Linked DNA regions of Xenopus tropicalis: region 1 is linked to region 2. A link is a contact called in public Hi-C data. All regions are on one chromosome and are shown on one strand. Each heading gives the region's core, a stretch centred on a gene start, on an enhancer-like site or on the middle of the called end of the contact. The rest is flanking DNA. Distances are from core to core; before and after follow the strand shown. Region 1 holds the start of atp2c2 (ATPase, Ca++ transporting, type 2C, member 2). Region 2 holds the start of usp10 (ubiquitin specific peptidase 10).

Region 1 (5,432 bases), core at 1,471-3,970, 190 kb after region 2:
GTGATTCACCCTTAACACCCTTATGCTAGGGTCTTTTTTTCCCTAGCAACCAAATAGCTGCTAAAATACCAATGTGGCTTAACAAAGGCTAAATAACTGAAAACCAAAAATATGAAGACCAGTTGCAAATTTAAAGTAGGACAACCCCATTACTTCATGCTAATTTTTAGAATCACAAATTTGAATATTGGTTCGGTGTCTGGCACATTTTTTGTGGGGGATTTAGTAGTAGTTTGAAGAGAAATGGCACGCACTCCTTGGTCCACTAAAACTTGTCTTTATTGTAGAGATCTTTAAAACAAAAAGGTCCCGACGCGTTTCGTATACAAAAGATACGTAGTCATAGGCACAAATTTCAAATGAACACAAACAGCTATTTAAAATGCAAAAGGCGAAATTCCAATCAACGCACATGCTAATAATTAACCCCTTATAAATGTTTTCATGATCTCCTAAAAACATTGGGTTTACAAATATGAAGTGAGATACAACAATTTCAAACTGGAATGCATCTATTGCTACTTTTTAAACAAAATGTATGCAAATATCATAAATAAATACAATGTTGCAAAATTTATACAATTAACATTATCCATAAAAAACTTGTTTTTTTGTTTTTTTTGGGGGGAATGTAGCCAAACTGAGCCTAACAGCACCACCTATTGGTCAGACACAGCACATTACATCAAATTTTAAATTCAACCCTTCAGCTGCCGAGTGTCTAAATGAAATATCCAATATGCTTCCCTGTGAAGGAGCCTGGATGTTATGTCACCTCCCCTGTTAGATGGAAATAATCTCTCAACTCCCTGTATTTTTAAACATGCCATATCTCCACCATTGCGTTCCTTAAAATGCCTTGATACCACTGTACTTGTACTCTCAGAGACGATCTGATTGATATGCTCTCGCATTCTACATTTTAATTTTCTTGTGGTACAGCCCACATACTGCACTTCACACTTAAGACATGTTAATACATAAACCACAAAACGTGAATTACAGTTTATAGGATTTAGTAGTAGGCCAGTTCCAAAAATGATGGATTAGATGCATATTTATTAAATATATACACTGTAAGATGTCTATAGATGTTTATTATATACCATAAATGTAAATAGACTGTGACATGCCACTGGCTTGCTAACCATTTCCATATACTGTATAACAGGGAACTGAAGACAGACTCGCACATAGGGAGATGATAAAAACAAGGATTGTATTTGCACACAAGTATTGGTTTGCACAAAAAAATCTTTTTAGTCCACAAAAATATTTGTATAACCTGCACATGGGAAAAGGAAAAAAGGGCTAGGATGGGAGGAAAACTGATAGATTGAATGGAAAAAAGAAGTGCTGAAAAAAAATATGATTCATGATCATATAAGACAAAAAGGCCAAAATAAATACATATAAGTGGTCATTAAAAGTGTACTCCCATACATTACTGTGTCACTACTTTCCATTCCTATTTACACTGTCAGAGTCAGCAGCAGTCTGTTTCCCATTCCCAAATAGGCAACATAAAGCGTCAGAAGTTTTCTTTCCATTCCCATGCAAACTATAAGGTGTAGGAAGTCTATTTCCCATCCTCTTACACTGAAAGGTGTGTAACCAGTCTAGTCCACAATGCAAGACCTCACCAGTTTTCTAATTCCAATACAGGCTGTTAATGTGCCAATAAATCCTTTTCCCATACACACTGCAAGATAAAGAATTTCTATTTCTATTTTCCCATATAAACTACAAGGCGTCACCTATATACATCTTATTTTAACAAAAAAAGTGAAATGGTGAAAGGTGTGACTCCTTTGCACCACTTTCCCAGATGACTCAGTATCACCTACAAATCTACAATTAACTGTGTGTTACACAACTCCCAAACAATACGTTATCCAAAAAAAGTGCAAAATGCACCAGCGTCGCTATATACCACATTTTTCTCTGAAGTAAATATAATATACAGTAATATGATATTAATAGCATATGTTGGTGTTATCAATGTGCCAACTCTTTATCTTGCTAGCACAACTCTACCAATCAAACCCTATGCACGTCATTGTATTAAGGAAAGTGTAGTACTTGCCAGTCTGCCAGGGAGCTGCCTGGGTTCAGTCTATGCCAGGCCAGCATTTGCCTGGCAGTACCCAGCCCAAGTATCGTCAGAGCGCTTCCAGTGGTACCCACAAAACACAGGCAGGGTTTCACAGCTCACAGCCAGCACCCACAAATAAACAAGTCACATGGGCAGCCCCGCTTCCTGCTGGCATATCACCTCATGTGCCCCCCGTGCCCACACACTTACCTCTGCCTTGAGCTCGCTGCTTCCCAGAAGGTGATATTTGTGGGGCAACCTACGCATATGGGACAACAATTTGGAGAAGCGCTTCCCCCCCATACCTCCCGGTAGCAGTGTGACCTGCAGCTGCGGCTCCGGCGGTACAGCTGAGGGGGTGTCCGGGGAGGTGGGAGCTGCTAAGAGCTCCTGCGTATTCGGGCTCCCCGGACTATACCTGGGACAGGTGAGAGAGGCCCCGCCCCCCTCTGGCAGGTGCCTGCCCATCCCACATTCCGTGCACTGGGTACAGGAGGATGCTGGGGGTGGGGAAGTAAAGCTCTGCATCACTGAGTTGTCAGTGTAAAGGTGCAACGGGCTGCACCGGGGCCTGGGAGGGGTGCGGGGGTAAATCGGTGCTGCTGCCCAAGGAGGAGGATGAAAGCTATGGTCCTGTGTGCTGGATGCTCTGCGCAGGCGCACCCACCAGAGACTTACTGAGGCTGCGGCGGAGAGAGCAGATAAGGGGGTGGGAAACGAGGGGGAGGCGACAGCTGCACAGCATCTTCTCTGTGAGAGAAATGAGACACTGAACCACAGAGCATCTTAACGGAGAAAAAGAAGGGAGGCCTTTTTATTTCTAGGTCCCTAAAAAGTGTAATACTGCATAGTAAGCTGAAGGCAGCATTATAGGTCCTATATGCACAGGGCCAAACATAAATAGGTCAGTAATGGCCAGCTGAACGAGAGACATGCATAGAATTACATGAAATTGGAAGAGCATGGTGTATACAAAAATACCAGTAATGGCCAGCTCTGAGAAAGAGACTTGCCTAGAATTACATGAAATAGGAAGAGCATAGTGAAGGGAGGGAGGGAAGCACAGAGCAGTGTGTGCTGAGTGTGGGAACAAAGGGATCTATAGAAAGTGCACTCTAACTAGAAATTATCTGAGAGAGCAAAGGGATGGGGCAGCATAGAGTTTCGCTGATTCAGAAAGTAGGCAGGAGTTGCAAAACATTTTTGTGACCTTTCCTTTATTGAGTTGTTGCACAGAAAGTAATCAGGTGAAACCCATAAACCCAATATTTTTTTTTATGGGCCATCCACATTTTTGTGAACCAACACTGGTTTTAAAAGTCCATTGTTTCTCAGAGAGAGGGGCATCATGGAACATTTTATATAAGCAAAGAGACACGGCACTACAGAGCATCATATAATGGGGCCCAATGACCCAGAGCGCAGTGTAGGGAAGCAGGGCATGACAGGGTTAAGGAGAGCAGCCCGCCCCCCTCCCTCTGTATGGGTTCCTGGTGGCTGGCCACTGAACGCACTGTTTTTTCCCAGGCTTAGCAAGAGGAGGGAAGCTCAGGACAGCCTGTCTTCCAGTCAGTTCTAGGCAGCAATAGGATCAGCAGCTCGCAGCGTGGGGCCATGGCTGCGAGCTTGGAGGCAGCAAGGTAGCAGGGACCTATATGGATCCAGGACCAGCTCAAGGACCTCTTTCCAGGCGAGGAGACTGGGAGGCAGCTCAGACCCACGAGGAGGACCCGCCCACCGGATCGCCTAAGCCCAAGGACTGAGAGGGAACCAGCTGGCAGGACCAGACGGTGCAGCAGGACGCCACAGGAGAGGAGCGGGCCGCACCGGGAGAAGCACGGGGAAGCAGCCTGGGGAGCCAGGTGGTGCAACACTAAGAAAGAGCAGGCGAGTACTCTGTGCACAAGGGGGTGGGGCCAACCGGCAGGAGAGAGGGGGCAGGGGCCCAGACACGGGAGCTGCAGTGGGATCCCCCAGCCTGGCAGAGGCACGGAGGACCGGGCGGGAAGGGGGGGGGGAGGTAGGAGCACACAGCAGGCTGGAGTAGGAGGAACTACCACGGCCCCAGTAGGAGTGGGGTCAGGAGCCACTACAGGATACAGGGAGGCAGCGATCCAGGAAGGGGGGGGGAAACAGGCCATGGGGGAAACACGGCAGCCTCATCTAGCAGAACCACAGACAGAGGCACAAGGCCTGCCAGCTGCCAGGACACTGGGAGGCAAGAGAGGGTTGCAGCGGCCGCATGCAGGGCCATAGTACCGGCTAGTGGCCAGAGGGAGGAAAAGGAGGGAACCACGGCCCAGGGTGGCCCCTGAGGGCACTTCCGGGACCCCCGGTTTGGGTTCAGCCAACAGCCAGGCAATGGGCAGGGAGCGCAGGGGAAGCAGGCAGAGGGACAGTGAGTCCAGGCCCAGAGAGTCCAGGAGGGGCTCCCGGAGGAGCCAATCAGGCAGCAGGCACCCCTGGAGGGGTAGAAGATGGGGGTCAAGGGGCAGGAGTCGAGTCAGTCTGGCACCCGGGAGAGCTGGAGGAGCGGCACTGCTTCGGGAACAGCCAGGCATAGGGGAGACAGGGGAAGAGCCAGTGGAAGTCCCACCAGGAGGAGGGATACGTCCTGGAGAAGGGAGCACTCCTGTTCTTGTATGTCACGCAGGTGCAGTTCGGGCGGCTCAGGCCCGGGGCCGGTCGGGAGCCAGGTACACTACGTCAGAGGGACGGCGGACCACCAGGAGCTGTTCGACAAGCAGGGAAAGGAGGGAGCAGCAATGCACGGCCAGAGATGGGTCGGGACGGGAGACACATCGGAGCGCCTCGCCAGTGTAATTACGGCCCCAGGGGCTTCTACAGCCGGGGGACCAGGAGGTGAGCTGCAAGGGGACACAGCGCAGGGGTCAGCCCAGGTGGATACGGCTGGACTGCTGGCAGGGCTGAAACAGTTTCTGGCAGGTTGGGAGGGTCAAGGGCATGGCGCAGCAACAGGGCCGTCAATGAGGTGGGACCAGATGGACATCATCCTCTGGCTCAAACTCATGATGGCACAAAAGGCAAACCCCTTTCAGAGGGGGGCCCAGGGGCCCCAACAGGGCGGCACTTCCTTTTTAAATTAGGAGGGATGGAGGACCTGACAAAGGATTTCCTCATAAGGCAGGCACTTCGGGGCCTCAGGAAGGGGAGGGTGTCACGGGACTCAAGGTGTCCCATTTCCTTTAAGTTACTGCGGAAACTGCAGATGGCGCTGCCCCAATGTTGTAGATCTGAGTTTGAGGTGCACCTATTTCAGGCAGTCTTTGTATTAGCATTCTTTGGGGCTAAGCAGCAGCAAAAAGGTGCCGGGGGG
Region 2 (5,046 bases), core at 376-2,875:
GGTTAGTATGTGTGTATGTCCCTGATCAATGAGCACCAGTCCAGCACATTGCCTTAATGACCTCAGATGAGTCTGACTGGATCCAGCCACATATGGACCCATTAAATAAAACATGACTGGAGGTTCCTCAAAATCACCAAAATGTGTCTGTGGAAAGGAGTAATGGAGTAATTAATAAGAGACTGATGGAGTTACATAATACTGAGCCATAAATGAAATAATTATATAAATAGCAATAAATATTTTTAAAAAATTATATAAATAAACGTGCCACACAAGCGTGCGTATAATAAATAGGCACTATATAAACTGCCTTTGTTGAGATATATATATATATATATATATATATATATATATACATATAGGTGCTTGAGAGAGGGTCAGCACTCACAGGACTTATACAAACAAATTATTTTATTAAAGAGGAGACTAACGTTTCGGCTAGCACTCTAGCCTTTTTCAAAATATATATAGAGAGAGATCATAATGGTGCACACCACTAACAAAAAATACAACCTGGGTGCAAGAGCCATATAAACTAAAATATTGCAGGAGTAATGCCAGCACACACAGGGTTTCATACAAATGTAAATAAAATGATATTTATTGAGAAAAAAAGAGCAAAACAAACATAGCAAGCCATAACGTTTCAGTCCCCACTGGGACTTTCATCAGGAGGCAAGTGCTTCAGTTTTTGCCTCCTGATGAAAGTCCCAGTGGGGACTGAAACGTTATGGCTTGCTATGTTTATTTTGCTCTTTTTTTTTATCAATAAATATCATTTTATTTACATTTGTATGAAACCCTGTGTGTGCTGGCATTACTCCTGCAAAATATATATATATATACATATATATATATATATATATATATATATATATATATATATGTGATCAGCAGCTCAAGATACATATGTTAGATGTACAGAATGCTGACTGTGTGTGGAACTTGCAGCAGGGGCTAGGGCCGCGATGGTGTGTGACAGTTGCACAACAAGTGAAGAACAGCAAATAACAGGCAAGCAAGCCTTTCGTTTGGGATATGACGCCTTGGAGACATTAAAGAGATTATAGAGCAGTACGGGAAGCAATAGAGAGTGAGTGTAAGGCAGAGCAGTCCCGCACACAAGCAATACTCGCGGAATACTTTGCCCTTTCCATGACAAGTAGGGGAGTCTCGCCATGAATTAGAGCTTTGGGGTGTTGGGTGTCAGGGTATTGGTGAAGCGATGCACACGGGGAGTTCACGGGCCGGGCATGCGTATTAAAGAAACTCTAGTTACAAATAGCATGCGAACCCATTGTGGGATCTAACTACCTAAAGCCCTAAGCCGGGCTGTATTGAGCCACAAGTAGTTGAAGTCCCGCTGGCTCTTCCCGTGAGCACAAGGCTCTCTTGCTCCAATGAGGCTGCAGAAATTAGGCAGGGCCTAGGCAAGCATTACATCGCCCAGCGCCTCTCTTCTGTGACAGCCACACACCCGAACCCCCCTAATGGATACCGCTGAAGCGAGTCGCTCCTATGTGCGATTTGGGACCGCTCTGTACCTGTCCGCTCGGGGAGGCCATGGCGAAGTGTTTCAATGAGTGAGGCCGCTCATGCTTCTTCCCCCGCCGCCGCCATCTTCTTTCTCGCGCGCAGACACTACTCTCCACCTGGCGCTGCCCCCTTGCGCATGCGTACAAGCTTCGCTCTACTGGCAACGCGCATGCGTAACAAGCTTCGAGCACGTGATCCATCAGCCAGATTCTGGCAATGGGTGTTGGGGGAAGTCATATTGGATAGAAGCGTGTTTAGAACTTGGTTAGTTGCTGAGTTCATAAAAGCTGCAAATCCACCTCTGCTTTTTCTTTATTGAATGTTAAATATTTGTAACTTGTTTTTGGGTTAATATACCCTTATCAGCTACATTGTTTGTATTTTTTTTTAAAGGTTCCAACTTTTGCGTATATTCTGCAACAAAAAAGTGCGACAAAATTGTATTGTTGCGCTGAGTACAAAAGTTTCGGATTAATTCGACGTGACTTTCCTTAAGCCAAGTGAAGCTGCAGAGTGCCATTGAGTCCTAAGGGAGGCTTCCAAAATCATGCACTGAAGGATCAAAGTCAGAAAAGTTTTCCTGCATGTTCCAATTGTTCAGATTTTTTCGTATCTTCAAATACGAATTTTTCGTACTTTAAAAGTACAATACAAAAAAATCGTATTGTGCGTTTTATATGAAAATTGCACTTTGATAAATCTGTGTGTTGTAAGGTATGGGTGTTATTTACTCAACCAACATTATTCATACACATATGATGAGCGTTATTTTGATCACAACAAGAGGACAGAAACTGCCATGTGTGGTTTGATATTGCCTGCCATTCTGACCATTCTTAACCAAGACAAAAGATTTTTGGCTGCAGATGAGGTCATTTTTTTCCATTTTCAAAGTACACCTTTTATACAAGATATAAAAAATATGAGCAGCTTAGACATTGACTGAATGTTTCTAAAGGCATCCCAACCCTATTTAGTAATAGGCTATTTTCTTTTCAATACCTTTTTTTTTTTTATTTATTTTACAGTGATAGTAAAGGTAAGTGGGGCACATTTACTGGAACAAAAATGGGGTAATTTATGACCTGTGACCCATTGGGGACTTTGCACAATGACTTCTTCAGCTAATGCAGAATTGACACAGGTCTCTGCTTCATTTTTGAGTGCAGTGACCTGCTGCTGCCCTGATGAATATAGCTCTCCCTGCATTTGGCAGTGCTATATTCACGAAGGTCAGAAGGGTAGGTGTTCCCCCTCTTACCCCCTAACTTGTACATCACTCAGAAGCACACTTTAGAAAGCAACAAAGGACAGGCTGGCGCCATAGTAAATAACCCCTAAAACATTACATTTTCATATAACCATGAACTATTTTATTCATTAAAAAAAACACACACATTTTTTAATACTCATAGCTACATTTAAAACAATATATAATAAAAAATAATGCAAACAAATGATTTACCTTGTATAAACTATTGTTAGTTGGCCCCATGTCAAGGTATATTCTATTTCACAACTGTGTTAAATAGCTAAAGGAAAAACATCAAAATATATACTTTTTCTGCAGCAACAAAATAAGTAAAATGTATATTTTCTTTTTAAATTCTATTTTAAGAAAATTTCCAAAGCCACTTAATCATGTATCAAAGATACTTTAGCTTCAATTTGTACAACCTAAAGCCCTTCAGTCTGTAGGTTGTTATGACTCCTGACAGCTTATTGTGGGACTTTTACAAATATAAAAAGTGCAATTTTCAGTGTATGCTCCTCACTTCAGATACCTTGTGTCCCAGGTTAGATACAGTTTAATAGAATACGCCAAAGTGCCCTTTTCTGCTTTCGACTTAGCGATAAGGTTTTATGAGGAAAAAAAAAGTGTAATACTGTTAATTACTCTACAATGTACACTCCCATGTGTTTTTTAACATCAGTGTTAACTTTTACTTGTATCACCCTTTTGTGCCAAGACCGCTCAGGAGGAAGCCGGAAATTGCAAAATGTGTCAGCGGCGAGAGAGGACGTGAAGAGGAGCACTATACAGGGCACGACTGCTGAACCCAGGAGCGACACTGCAGGTTGCAAACAGGGAAATAAAAAGGAGTAGCCACCTGACCCATACCAGTGACTCTTGATACGCACATCCTATACTCTTAAAGGACAATGAAAGGTTAATATAAATTAAAAGTAAATCTAAAGACATTCTTTTTAAGTACTTACTGCATAGCTAAATTCCCAGATCCCTGCTTGCTTCTCTTGAGATATGGTGCTGGCAGACTACAGTGACATCACTGAAATATCTCTCCCCTTCCTGAGCATGTGTGTAACTTGATCCTGTCTCCTGTTCTGAGCTACACATGCCCACCAGCCAGTCAGAAGTGGATCTGCCAGAGGGGAGGGGAGGGGGGGAGGGAATGAAACACGTGCAGTATGAAGCAAGGAGGGAAAGGAAGGGAGAATACCTTTTTAGAGATGGCTGCCTGTTCTAGAAAATGTGAAGCAAGTGTGACTGAGTAAATATTTGATTAGGTGAGCCAAAAGTGTGGCGTTTTTACTAAACAATAGGAGGACTATTGGGCAGTATGCTTTTTAAATTTTGACTTGCATTCTCCTTTAAGTGCACAGAAGGGGAAGGGAAATGGATAAGTCGTGAAATTAACTTAAAGTTGGAAATTTACCTATGTGAAGTGGTTCCTAATACTGCGTGAAATTAAGAAGTGGGAAAGCAGAGATTCATGAGCTACAAGCTAATTAACTGGATGCCATATAAACCCAAGGGGGTCTGTAAGTAGATTGGCAGTCGGAAAGTGAAGTGATATCACAACTAGGCACAAAAGGGCTATACAAGTAAAAGTTATCACTGGTGTTAAACACATGGGAGTGCACATTGTAAAGTAATTAACAGTATTTCACTATATATATATATATATATATATATATATATATATATATATATATATTTATTTCATTTATTTATTTTTTTCCTCATCACTAAATCTAAAGCAGAAGAGGGCACTTTGGAGTATTCTATTGAGCTTATTGTGGGAGTTTGGTTTAACACCTTCATGTTTGGCTTGCCTAATTTAAGTCCTTCTCTTCAAGTAGAGATTTAAATAGGTAATATCCAGTAAGTTGCTAGATGCAGGCAGGTCTATGTAATGTGGAAAAAGTGTTTGCTGCACAGAAGGCTTAATATCATCAATTCAACAGCAATGTCATTGGACATAAAATATTACAAAAAGTCAAAATAAAAAGTCACTGTGGCTCATTTATCAACACTGGAAAAATTAGCAATTTGGCAATGAATCACAATTTTCCTTTTTCTCCTGATTGTTCTACCTGATGCTGGTTGGAAGAAGCTAATCACACTGGTTGCTCTGGGTGATTGCCCAAGTGTAAATTTGGCCAGTGTTGAATTTAATAAATAAGAAATCAAGCAGATTTCTATAGCCAAGTAATTAATGCCATATGGTAATGTAAGTTTATCTTCTTTACAAATGATATAAT

What was found. A called contact is a pair of places that touch in the nucleus more often than the background predicts.
Region 1: a contact with region 2 is called in a Hi-C map of brain, with 4 times the contacts expected there. The contact joins the promoter of atp2c2 here to the promoter of usp10 in region 2. A contact is called at or near these places in 2 of 5 Hi-C or Micro-C datasets (brain and liver).

Annotation. Positions count from the first base shown.
Region 1 is chr4:62,399,055-62,404,486 of UCB_Xtro_10.0, forward strand. It overlaps atp2c2 (ATPase, Ca++ transporting, type 2C, member 2), which reads right to left and starts at 2,721. Exons shown (of 27, transcript NM_001079056.1): 1 at 2,306-2,721. The coding sequence starts at 2,623. It overlaps LOC101732441, which reads left to right and starts at 3,188. Exons shown (of 2, transcript XM_004913595.4): 1 at 3,188-4,957. The coding sequence starts at 4,875.
Region 2 is chr4:62,208,803-62,213,848 of UCB_Xtro_10.0, forward strand. usp10 (ubiquitin specific peptidase 10) reads right to left here and starts at 1,626. Exons shown (of 15, transcript NM_001006760.1): 1 at 1,548-1,626. The coding sequence starts at 1,568. klhl36 (kelch-like protein 36) reads right to left here. Exons shown (of 6, transcript XM_002934947.5): 6 at 4,230-5,046.